Regions from separate parts of the Mus musculus genome. Here regions 1 and 2 are each linked to region 3. The links are chromatin contacts, called in public HiChIP or PLAC-seq and promoter capture Hi-C maps. All regions are on one chromosome and are shown on one strand. Each heading gives the region's core, a stretch centred on a gene start, on an enhancer-like site or on the middle of the called end of the contact. The rest is flanking DNA. Distances are from core to core; before and after follow the strand shown. Region 1 holds the start of Pnkd (paroxysmal nonkinesiogenic dyskinesia). Region 2 holds the start of Usp37 (ubiquitin specific peptidase 37). Region 3 holds the start of Smarcal1 (SWI/SNF related matrix associated, actin dependent regulator of chromatin, subfamily a-like 1).

Region 1 (3,715 bases), core at 762-3,261, 1.7 Mb after region 3:
ACGGCAGCTGGGTATTCTCAGGGGCCCCCTGCCAGGACATCCAAAGGAACACAACCTCCCCAGCCTCTCACCTGCACACTCAAAGAGCAGCTCTCCATCACCGAGCCTCCACACGAAGGCCTTGTCGTCTTCGCCCCCTGTCACTGCCAAGGTGTTGGTTTTGGGGTCCAGGCTCACACAGAACACAGACGCTGTCCCAAGACATAGTCCATGAGAATGGGGATGGAACCGGGTTCTCACCTAGAGCTCTGTCTTTCAGAACCTTCAGGAAGCACACTCCCTTTTTCCCCAAAGCCATAGCTGCTCTTTCCTGGGACAGCTGCATCCAGTTCTTGTCTGGAGCCTCAGGTTGTTAGAGAAACCCTTCCAGAGCCCACAGAGCTGTGACCTCCTCTGGAGCATAGCCCCCTGCTGTGCTGTTCCCCTTACCACGTTCTCTGAGGTGCACAGCTGACAGGACAGGCCATACCAGGCTAGGTATGAATTAAGTTATGAGAGTTTCATGAGGCTGGCATCCGAGATTATTATTAATGCCCCTTCTGGAATGTAAACTACCTTTAATTTCCACTTAGGTTACTTCCATTCACTTTCATACAAGATTTTATATATATATATATATATATATATATTTTAAAGAATACCAAGATCCAGAAAGCTAACAAAGCTGACAGACTGCTAAACAGCAGAGGTAGGATTTGAACCCAGGGGTCACACTTAACCCCAGTGCCCTATGGCCCTTCCTTTGAATATCCTGCAGGCCAAAGTAGGTGGCTTTCACTTTGGTCTCTTATAATAGCTGCCTAGGACCAACAGGCCATACTCAAAAGCCCATCTGCACTGATCTGAGATGTTCAAAGGCCTACCTGAGTGCAATGCAAAGGTGACCTCACTATCATCCGGGCCCTCCATGCTACCGACCACCCCTTCCTGGGGTTCCAAGACCCAGCCCTCGTCATTGCCCTCTTCTTCTTCTTCCTCTTCCTCAAAGTCCACGTCTTCCATCTCCTGGGCCAGATCATCTGCTTTGAGAGAAGCGTTAAAAGATGGAGCTCCAAAGATAATACAAGGAATGGGGTAAGGGTTAAAGAATGAAAAAGGTGAAGCTAGGGTGGGTCGTGTGGCCAAAGGTTAAGATGTTGTCTCACACGTACCGAGCAGGAAGAGAGCACTTGGGGGGCGGGGAGGGGGAGAGAGGCTAGGTCTGAAGATCTGGTGTTGGCCAGCGACCGTGTGGGAAGAGAGGACAGAGGGCATGATGGGAAGGGGGTGTGTGAGGGGAAGGGCTAGGGGAGGCGTCAGGGAACCCCCACCCAGCCAGGCCTAGAAACTAAAGGTGGGGGGTAGGGGAGGAGGTCTGGGAGAGAAATGTCGGTAGGAACGACCGGTAGGGAAGGGGGGAGGGGGGACTGGGGAGAAGCAGGGGTCAGAGGCCAGGGGTGAGCGCCTCTTGTCCCGTGGCCTCAGGAGCGTCAGTTCTCACCCGGGTCCGGCGGGCCTGGATCCAGCTCTACCACCTCAATGATCTCTTCATCTCCGTGAAAGCTCAGAGTCTCCAGAGGCGGGGTGTCAGCGGCCGCTCCGCTCTCCGATTCGGACTCCATGCGGCGAAAGCTACCGATCCACTTCTCTGGGCCCAAACGCCTCCCAGAGTCAGCTCTGCGCGACGACGCGGAACTCGAGCCCCTCCTCCCGGGAGGAAGTAGGCGTAGGTGACTCCCGGCCGAAAGAGCGACGGCATCCGGGCCAATGGCGACAGTGGTGGACTAACAGAGCCGCCAATCATAAGGCAGAACTAGGATGACCAGGCCGGGGCGTGGCGGGAGAGCCCAAGCTCCACCTTACATGACTCCGCCCCCAGCTGAAGGGAAACAAGCGAGCGTGCGCGCCTCCAGGGTCTCCTGGGAGGAGTAGTTCTCCGGGGCCCGCTACGCGGACTTCTGGGAAATGTAGTTTTTGCTCTGTAGGCAGGACGGAAGGCGCGGGGGAGGCCCCTTACGCAAACTACAATTCCCGACGGGGAGCGCAGTGAAGGGGGGTGGGACCCGAACATGGCGGCGGTGGTAGCTGCTACGGCGCTGAAGGGCCGGGGGGCGAGAAATGCCCGCGTCCTCCGGGGTAAGGAGAGGGACCCTCGGGAGGGCAGGGTTTTAAAAGATTCCGTTTCCTTTATATCCCACCCAGCGCGACAGCAGGAAGTCAGCATGCCAATTGCTGCCCACACCTCTCTGCAAGATCTTAGAGAGTCTGGGGGTGAAAAGATGCTCTAGAGGTCACCCAGTCCAACTCCTGCGTTTAGGTTGCGCGGCGTGTCTAGGGTCTTATTGCTAGAGAGGGTACCAAAGAAACCTTTAGACTCCCGCGCCCCAGGGGTTTCACACTCACCGCAGTGCAGAGGAAAGAGCCCTGGGCATCTGGAGGCTTGAGTTCTAGCACTGAGTAATTAGCGGTTTGACCTTGTGCGAAGCAGCTCGTCTTCGGGCTTCAGCTTCCTCTTCGACGGGATGGAGTTAGTTATCCTTAAGGATAGCTTAAGGTCCTGCAGTTTTAAAACAGTTCCCCGGATTTCCTTCATACGTATGTCTCCGGTGAGTTCCTCTGCAGTCCTTCCCAGCCTGACTTCTGAATAGAACAGCAGCGAAGCTCACTGCCTTGGCACCAGGGTGAGGAGCCCGCAGTGACGTTTAAGTAGCCTTCCAAAGGTGTCACCCGATGGCGATTTTCCCATTTCTCTTTAGATTCTTCACTGCACTTGTTACTCCAGACTGCAGTCACTCCCCTTCCTCATCTCCCATACTGACATGCCATACTTTCATTCACAGGGATCCTCTCTGGAGCCACAGCTAACAAGGCTTCCCAGAACAGGACCAGAGCACTGCAGAGCCACAGCTCACCAGAATGCAAGGAGGAGCCCGAGCCCCTCTCCCCTGAGCTAGAATACATTCCCAGAAAGAGGGGCAAGAACCCCATGAAAGCCGTGGGGCTAGCCTGGTGAGTTTAACTGCTCCCTTTGCCTACCAGTGGGGAGTGCATTGAAAGGTGTGGGGACCTAGAAACTTCTCTGAAATGCGGGTGGAGAGCTGAATCCAAGGGAAGGAAATTGCTGGAGTCAAGGGATGGACTCTCAGAAGGGGGGGGGGGGCTAGGGTGGAAAAATATGTAAAATTGGGGGATAGTGGCTTTTCTGTGGAGCAAATTGAGCTGATCTGATTTGAATTTGAGTCACTGGATTCATCCTTCCCTTTGGGAGCAGGGGTCACATTCCAATCCCAGTAATTAAGTGTCAGATTGCGTTGTGTAGAAGCTAGACGTGTTTCTGTGAATTCTGTGGATCTGATTCTGGCCTTAATACATATTACTGATTATCACTCACTAAAGTAAAAGGAAGGGAAATTAACATTTTTTTCCATCCAATGTCTGAGGTATGACAATACTTTGCCATATAACGTTTGAAGCTTTCTGAGGTAAACCTTGCATTTCCATCCCTCCAAGGAGGGAACAGAGGCTCCCAGCTGTGATTGTCACCAGCTCTTGTGGCTTCCTGTTCTTTGGCCCTTACCAATGCCCTCTTTCAGTTGTAGCTGCTAAGACTGAGAGTTGGTCGATGTACCTTAGTGGTTGTGCACAAGCTTAACACCATAAAGAAAAATAAAGAGGTCTGGCACGGGACATGAGACAGTGTATGCAGGGAGGTCCTTTGCTAACTCAGAGCAAGCCT
Region 2 (3,735 bases), core at 720-3,219, 1.9 Mb after region 3:
GGAAGCATCCAGCAACTGAACTGTATCCCCAGAACATTATTTTACATTTTATCTTAAAGTAATGAGCACCTTGGCAATGAGAAAGCCACTGAAGGGTTTCAAGCAAAGAAAGTATACGTTATTTGAATGAATGGATAGTGTTGAGTTTGGGAAGAAGAGAAAACAAGAAAAACAAAACAAAACAAAACCCAGGGAGATCAGATAAGAAAGTAGTGTTTTTAACTCATAATTACAATAATAATTCTTACTTGACAGATTCTGAGTGTCAATACTTTAGGGAGTTTATAGCACTCATAATAATCCACTAAGGTGAGAACTTTTGTTTATTTGTTTTTAGAGACGGGTTTTTCTGTGTACCGCCACCCCCCCAACCCCAGCTATCCTGGAACTCACTCTGTAGTCCAAGCTGGTCTTGAACTCGGAGATCCATCTGCCCCTGCCTCCCATTACCCAGGTAAGCTAAGAACTCTTACTCCTATTCTACAGGTGAGAATAGGAATAAGGGAGATCAAGTCCCTATGAAAAAGAACTGTGGTTTGAATTAGAAAAGTCAAAGTGAAGAAGGTCAGAAATAAATGCAAAACATATATTAGAAGTAAAACAGAACTTGGAAAGGATATGAACACATAGGATGAAGAAATCAAGACTGCTTCTCAAGCTTCTACCCAGTGTCACTGAACAAATGGCTATGTGTCATCAAAATGGACATGCATGCCGCTTGTGGTGTAGTGGACACTGGAAAGGAGAGAATTTGGGTACAAGAGACAGATTGACTCCAGTTTTTAAAGGTATCATATTTGAAATTCCTAAGGGGAGAAAAAATCAAGCTGAGATGTTAAGCAGACAGTTGGCTATTTGAATATGGAGCTGAAAATAAGAAAATCTCAAGTTATCAACATATAGCAGAATTTAAAGCTTAGAGAGAAATGGAAGTACAACAGGGGAGAACCCCAGTCCAAAACCAAATCATTTACCCTGACAAAATTTCTTACCAACTGATTACATCTGTCCTTGGGTCTTCAGTCCCTCCTTTTCCTTTTGCCAGTATGCAACACTATTCTTTTGAATATTCACCCAAATATTAACATGACAAATGACAAACATCATACAAACACACTAGAGCCTATCTGTCTGGCCCAGAAGCCTCCTCTAATACTTAACACAATAAACCAAAATGCCCCCTTAACATTCCCTCTTAGATTAGTTCTTTCAACTATAGACTCATCAGGTACTGTTAACTCGCCAAAGGAATATCTGAAAAACACTACAGTACAACTCTCCAACGACACGGAACTTTATTACCTTTTTATTTTTCTCCAGATTTTGATTTAAAATTGGTTCAATAGACACCGTCAGTGTCCTGGCTAGATATGGGTAGCAACCAAAGGCACGACAAAAATTACACTCCCTTTCAGCGAGTAATGTCTAAGAGGAGTAGGAAAGTAAAGAATGGTCAAGCGGGCGTGTGAATATCGCAGTCAAGGTTTTAATGGATATGTGGCAACAAAGTCACCTGTAAAGACAGCAGGCCTTGCAGGGAGGTACGCTGAGACCACCTGAACCTTGGTGAAGAGAGGCCAGATTTAGAATGCAGAAAGCAAGTGACAACACGGACGCGTTAAAGGAGAAGTAAAGGGGGCAACACTCGAACGGGGCACCTGTAAGGCATTGGGTATCCAAGGACCCGGGGCGGGCTAAGCAGCAGCCGGGAGAACTCTGAAGTGGACGCCGAGTGGGCGGACCGCAGGGGTGGGGTGGGGGTGCCGGGGAAAACGGCTCAATTCAGAAGCTGTCCCGGCTCGTCTTACCTGCGCTAGAGGGTCCCAGCTCCGGACAAGCTTGCCGGAAGCACAAAGTTCCCGCGGAGGGGGTGGAGCCGAAAGGCTCGGAAGGAAGGGGCTCTACTAGCCCCAGAGAGCGAGGCCGGTCTCTCTCCTAGCACACCTAAACCCGCTGATGGCGGGAACTATGACTACACGCAAACACGTACGGACGCACGCACTCTCGACGCAACCAGTCCAGGCGCGTGCGCGTAAGCGCGCAAGTCCCGCCCCTCAAGCATTCGCTCTGCCCCTCACCATGCCCAGCCCCTAACCCGGGCGGCCCCGCCCCCGCCGTGACGACACTGTAATACACATGCGCACCGTCCACTTTACCAACTTTGGCCCTCCTACCATTTTCCTCACGCGCAACCGCTTGAGCATGCGCAATTCGTGTCCTTCCAAGCCTGCTGGCCTTTTCCCGCCCTTGTCTGGCCTTCGGGAGAAAGTCAGAGTTCACGTCTCTCAAAGGATTTACCTGCGATGCTGTGGGGATACGAGGGCCAGTAGTTTGCAGACGTCATTTTGATCCCGAATCTGAAGGTTCAAAGAACATACTTTGAGATTATTTGCTAGGCCGAGGTCCGGGAGGCGGGAAAGGGCTGGGTGGGCGGAGGGTCAGAGGTGAGAGGTCAAAGGCCCGCGAAGGGGGCGGAGCGAGGCGGAGGCGGATGGCGGCACTTCATCTTGGGCATCAGAGCCGCTGAAGCTGGGACGCGGGTCCGGTGCGTCCGGCGGGAGGAGGAGTGCGGCGGCCGCTCCAAACATGCACAGCCTGGCAACGGCAGCGGTGAGTGGTTGCTCCCGCTCGGATGTCCGTCTCAGCCTGTTTTCTAGCTCCCAGATCCGGGCCCTGAGTCCAGCTGCTCCTGCCCCTAGTCGCAAGGTCTGGGGGTCTCCACACGCCGACCGTGGCGGAGCCGGACCCCCGCTGTTCCCTCTCATCCCCTCCCGCCCCCTCTCCTGGCCTGGCGCGCGGCCTCTCGCGTTGTTTGCCAGCGCCAAGGCCTGGTCCCGCGCCCCGCGCTGCCCCAGCAGGCCATTCATTGATTCCTTTGCGCCTGGCGTCAGTTTATCTGGACGCGGGTTGTGAATGCTGGGCGTCGGCGGGGATGAGGATACTGCCACGGCCATTCGCTCTGGTCCCGTGATCCTAGACTTCCTCGCCTAGGCACATCTCAGTGGTTCGGAAATGGGCTTCTAGCTCAAGCCACTTGCTTTTTGCATGAGGAAAGACTTCCTCACGCCTCGCGTTTTATCTTTTAACAAGAAAAGCAAATCATGTATTATACCTCCCTAGAGTCGTACTATGGCTTTCGGTTAAATTTAGAGAAAGTAGACTCCTTCCCTGGCCTACAAGCCCTGTATGATGTGGTCCTTAGTCACGTTTATGGGCTTGGTTTTTGTCACTTGCTCCCTAAGCTCCGACCAAGAAGTATATGAACTTTTCTGTTACATATTCTCTACCTGGAATGTCTTTCTTAGGACTCTGCCTCCATACATACACACAAGTTTACCTCAGAGTGACTTTTTCCGACCATATTCATAGTAGCTTGTAACCCCAACATTTTCTCATATAGAGCACCGATCCCACGGTTTAATTACTAGACTTTTATATTTTATTTTACTTTTACTTGTGGGTTGTCTGTACTCTGTAAGTCAGGGGCAAGTATTTGGTGAGGCCTGTTCACTTGTTTTCCCCACCACTGGGACAGTTCCTACTACAGTAAGGTAAGCACTCAAATAATGCTGACTGAATGGCTACACTCACAACCATACTGGAAGCAGCATAGTTTAAAGACACTTCCAAAGGCCAGTTTCACTTTGTTTCACCAAGGGGAAATGCTATCAGGAAAATAATGTATTTAGATTACATTATGAGACAACGTAACATAATGACTAAATAAAATATGAA
Region 3 (3,327 bases), core at 236-2,735:
ATACCACAGAGTCACACCACACAACAAACTTGCCACAATAGACTTCTTGGAAGGTGGGAACTCAGGAGGGCAGCTGCCTCTGCTCCAGTGAGAAGCAGCAAAGGACTGGGCAGAATGCAGGGTTTATATAGGATTTCTAGAGGGTGGGTGGGATTTCCAGAGTGGCCTGGGACTCAAGGATTGGTGGGATTTTTTTTTCCTTGTAGGGTGGGGCTTGAACCCTCTCCAGCTACACTGGTACAACCACTAGTGACATCTGCAGGGCAGAGCCTGGCCACTTGTGTGCCTTGAGGGTTTATAACCTTTACAAAGTATACTTTTACAAGAGTTCAGGCACTGAAAGCCTTCCCCTGCCCCTTGAGTTGGCATGAATAGCCAACACTAGCAACATTCCTCTTCCTCCTGTTGTGGGCTGCTATTTTGATAGCTCCTGTGTTCATGATATCTTACTGCAGTCCACCTCATCGTCTCTTCTTATTAAAAAACACATCACATTTCCCTAAATGTCTGGTCATTTCCCCAATTAACTCTGTATTCAGAGATCTATCTCTTTGCAATGAGCTCTGTTTGAAAACAGAATCGTTTCAACCTTTCCGTGTACGCTGATGATAGAAGAATATTATATTCAACCATTGGAGGACAGAAAGAATGCTGTGCTCAGAAATGGAGTCAAGTAACCTTGATAGTATCTGATAGATGGGAGGGCTTTGGAATCAGAATAACAAAGTAGCTAAATACAGCCTGGAGAAAATTGTGGACCAGTCCTAGTTCCGTTTTCTCATTTATAAAATGAGGATAATGGAGCTGGGTGTGTGGTGCACAACTTTAATCGCACTCCAGAGAAGGATCTCTGTCAGTTTTAGGCCAATGATACATGTTAAGATCCTGCCTTTTGAGGAAAAAAAAAAAAAGATATAATAATAATCTTATGATGGTGCAAGTCTGTAGGAGGTGGAGGCAGGAAAGACATCCTCTGGTACAGGGTGAGTTCTTAGACAAGTCTGGGTTACATGAGTTACTGTCTATGTTTCATAGGTTGTAGTTCGGATTAACTTAAGTTCCTATTAATGATCAGCACGCTGACTGATGGAGGCTCTAAAAATTTCAATTCCTCTTTGGTCTAGGAAAGCAGATACTCAGCAGCGGCTGGGGCTTATAAGGACGGCACTATTAGAAACGGGTGTGCCAGGAAAATCTTTATTAAGTATCAAATCAATCTGGCTGTCTGACATGTCTGGAGACACCCCTGACACTGAACGCTCAGCCTTCCTTACGCCTGATTAAATGTTTGGAGAAACTGAGAGCTACAACTCCCAGGGTGCACCACACCTTGACCCGCCCACAACGTTACGCCTCTCAAATTCACCAACCTCCAATGGGCAGGCTTTCCGATTCAAACTACAAACCCCAGAAGGCCCTACACCAAGTGTACTATCACCCACAATTTATGACCGGGATCTGCGGCCGTACTGGCTGTTGGGAAATGTAGTTCGACGGTGGCCGAGCCATTCAAATGCCAATGGCCCGCTCCAAGATGGGTGAAATTGTAGCGCTTGAATTCTAGTTCCTCTAACAGTCCAACCAGAAGCGAAAACTGCCTAGGCAAGGCTCTGAAAGACGCTCCTGGTCTAGGGCTGTTCTGCTAAGGTGCCTCACCTTACTGGCCTCGCTAGGTAAGAAAGTGGGCTGCGAAGGAGGTAGCAGCATTGGAGACGGACGAGACCAAATACGGCAAGAGGAGGGAGCAGTGGGGACGGGAAGATCCAAGTGGAAATGCTAGAGGCAAAGTGGGGCGGGGCGTCCCCTTTTCTCAGGCACCCAGGATGTGCACAGGAAGGGAAGGGAAGCCCAGGTCTCAGCAAAGAGGAATGTCTATGTGGTGGTGTGCATTTGTGGTTTATGGTTTATTAGTTGGACCTCTCATTCCGTGGTCTCATCTCCCCAACTGGGTCAGTCAGCATACTAGGCCTTGGTAGGTATAACCCTAGTTGAATACAAGGCTGAGAGTTTTCATTGCTGCTGGCTGGCAGGCTTGAGTGTAACATCTGTGAGAGGAGATGTTTTGGGGTGCTTTGTCTAAAGGGAGTCTTAGCAAGGATTAAAATGTAAACCCTCTGAAGTCAAGAGTCTAGAGCTTTCTTTGACGGCTGGCGGTGCTACTGGAGTATTTCCTATGTTACAATCATTATAATATAAAAGTAACTTTTATCCTGTTGTAGTTGTCTGGGAGGCTCACTGCCTCCATCTGCTAACCTAGGCCTAGTCCTGGAAGCTTCTAGCCTCCTTATATTCTGATCTGGGCCTTGAATGTTTTCAGCCCCTTGAGACTTGCTGCTGAATAAACTCACCCTTTCGTGTTTTTTCTGAACTCTAGCTGGCTGGTTCAACTCAGCTGTTCTGGCTCAGACTTCTTTCCCCAGCTGACTGATTCAGTCTGGCTTTTCTCTCCGCCTCTGAATTGCTCTGTTTGGTCTCAAACTCTAGGAATCTGGTTCTAATCTTCTGGCTCCTTCTCATTCTCTTGCTCATTCTATCTTTACCTGTGTCTGACCTGTTCTTTCTTCAGCCTGTCTCTGTAAAGCTCTCCCGGTAAAACTGCCTCCGCCTCCCTCTCTGCTGCTCTACTCTTTCTCTCAACTCTACCGTATCCTGTGCTGTACTCTCTCCTCCTGCACTGTCTGTCTCTCCCTTAAGTGGCTTCCCGTTCCTCATGAGAGTTGGGCATATCCTATTCTGTCAAATCTTTCTGATTCTCGTCACTTTGTCTGCCACTCAATTAGACATCGTTTTCAACATGGGTGCTTTCTCCTACAAACTAACTTTACCTTCATTGTTTTGGAGTCAAAGGTGAGTACTAAAGGCATATCTGTATTCCAGCCAGAGGGAATGTGTCAAGGGCTGGGCCAAACCCTAACTAGAAACTCAAGTTCAACTATCCTGTAACATTATAAGGTAGTGCTATTTGGGTAAGGCTTAAGTCAGACCCAGCCAGAGAATTTGGTGTTCAGGCCCCTGCATCTAGAGCATTGTAAAACTGGTTCAGCCTATAGGAAAATGTCTAGGGTAAATGAAATCACAGTACAGAATAAATGTATGATCTTACGCTGTAATGAATACCTGTGTTTTCCAAATATGTGGCAAGAAAAGTTCAGAACTATGCTGTGCTCTGAGTGGTGGTGATGTGTGTTGGTTGAGTTGAACTTAACCCTTTATGTCTTCTGTCTGAATTTGGCACAGTGACCCTTGTCCCCAGTTCTCCCCTTTGTCCCCTTATTTTTCCAAGAGTCATTTTGCTCTTGCATGTTGGAAGTCAGGCTCTAGGACCAG

The links. Promoter capture Hi-C pulls out the DNA fragments that hold promoters and counts their contacts. HiChIP or PLAC-seq counts read pairs in DNA pulled down with a chosen protein or histone mark.
Region 1: a contact with region 3 is called in a promoter capture Hi-C map of pre-B cells. The contact joins the promoter of Pnkd here to the promoter of Smarcal1 in region 3. A contact is called at or near these places in 2 of 39 promoter capture datasets (liver and pre-B cells) and 1 of 9 other capture datasets (adipose tissue).
Region 2: an HNF4G HiChIP or PLAC-seq map of pancreatic cancer cells shows a contact between it and region 3. The contact joins the promoter of Usp37 here to the promoter of Smarcal1 in region 3. A contact is called at or near these places in 2 of 39 promoter capture datasets (liver and pre-B cells), 1 of 484 Hi-C or Micro-C datasets (pre-B cells) and 1 of 115 datasets of contacts at active chromatin or transcription factors (pancreatic cancer cells).

The regions. Positions count from the first base shown.
Region 1 is chr1:74,283,023-74,286,737 of GRCm38.p6, forward strand. Pnkd (paroxysmal nonkinesiogenic dyskinesia) reads left to right here and starts at 2,012. Exons shown (of 10, transcript NM_001039509.1): 1 at 2,012-2,115; 2 at 2,820-2,988. The coding sequence starts at 2,049. It overlaps Aamp (angio-associated migratory protein), which reads right to left and starts at 1,716. Exons shown (of 11, transcript NM_146110.3): 1 at 1,481-1,716; 2 at 864-1,019; 3 at 72-191. The coding sequence starts at 1,601.
Region 2 is chr1:74,503,852-74,507,586 of GRCm38.p6, forward strand. It overlaps Usp37 (ubiquitin specific peptidase 37), which reads right to left and starts at 1,970. Exons shown (of 24, transcript NM_001310662.1): 1 at 1,809-1,970. It overlaps Cnot9 (CCR4-NOT transcription complex, subunit 9), which reads left to right and starts at 2,209. Exons shown (of 8, transcript NM_021383.5): 1 at 2,209-2,610. The coding sequence starts at 2,587.
Region 3 is chr1:72,581,766-72,585,092 of GRCm38.p6, forward strand. Smarcal1 (SWI/SNF related matrix associated, actin dependent regulator of chromatin, subfamily a-like 1) reads left to right here and starts at 1,486. Exons shown (of 17, transcript NM_018817.2): 1 at 1,486-1,673.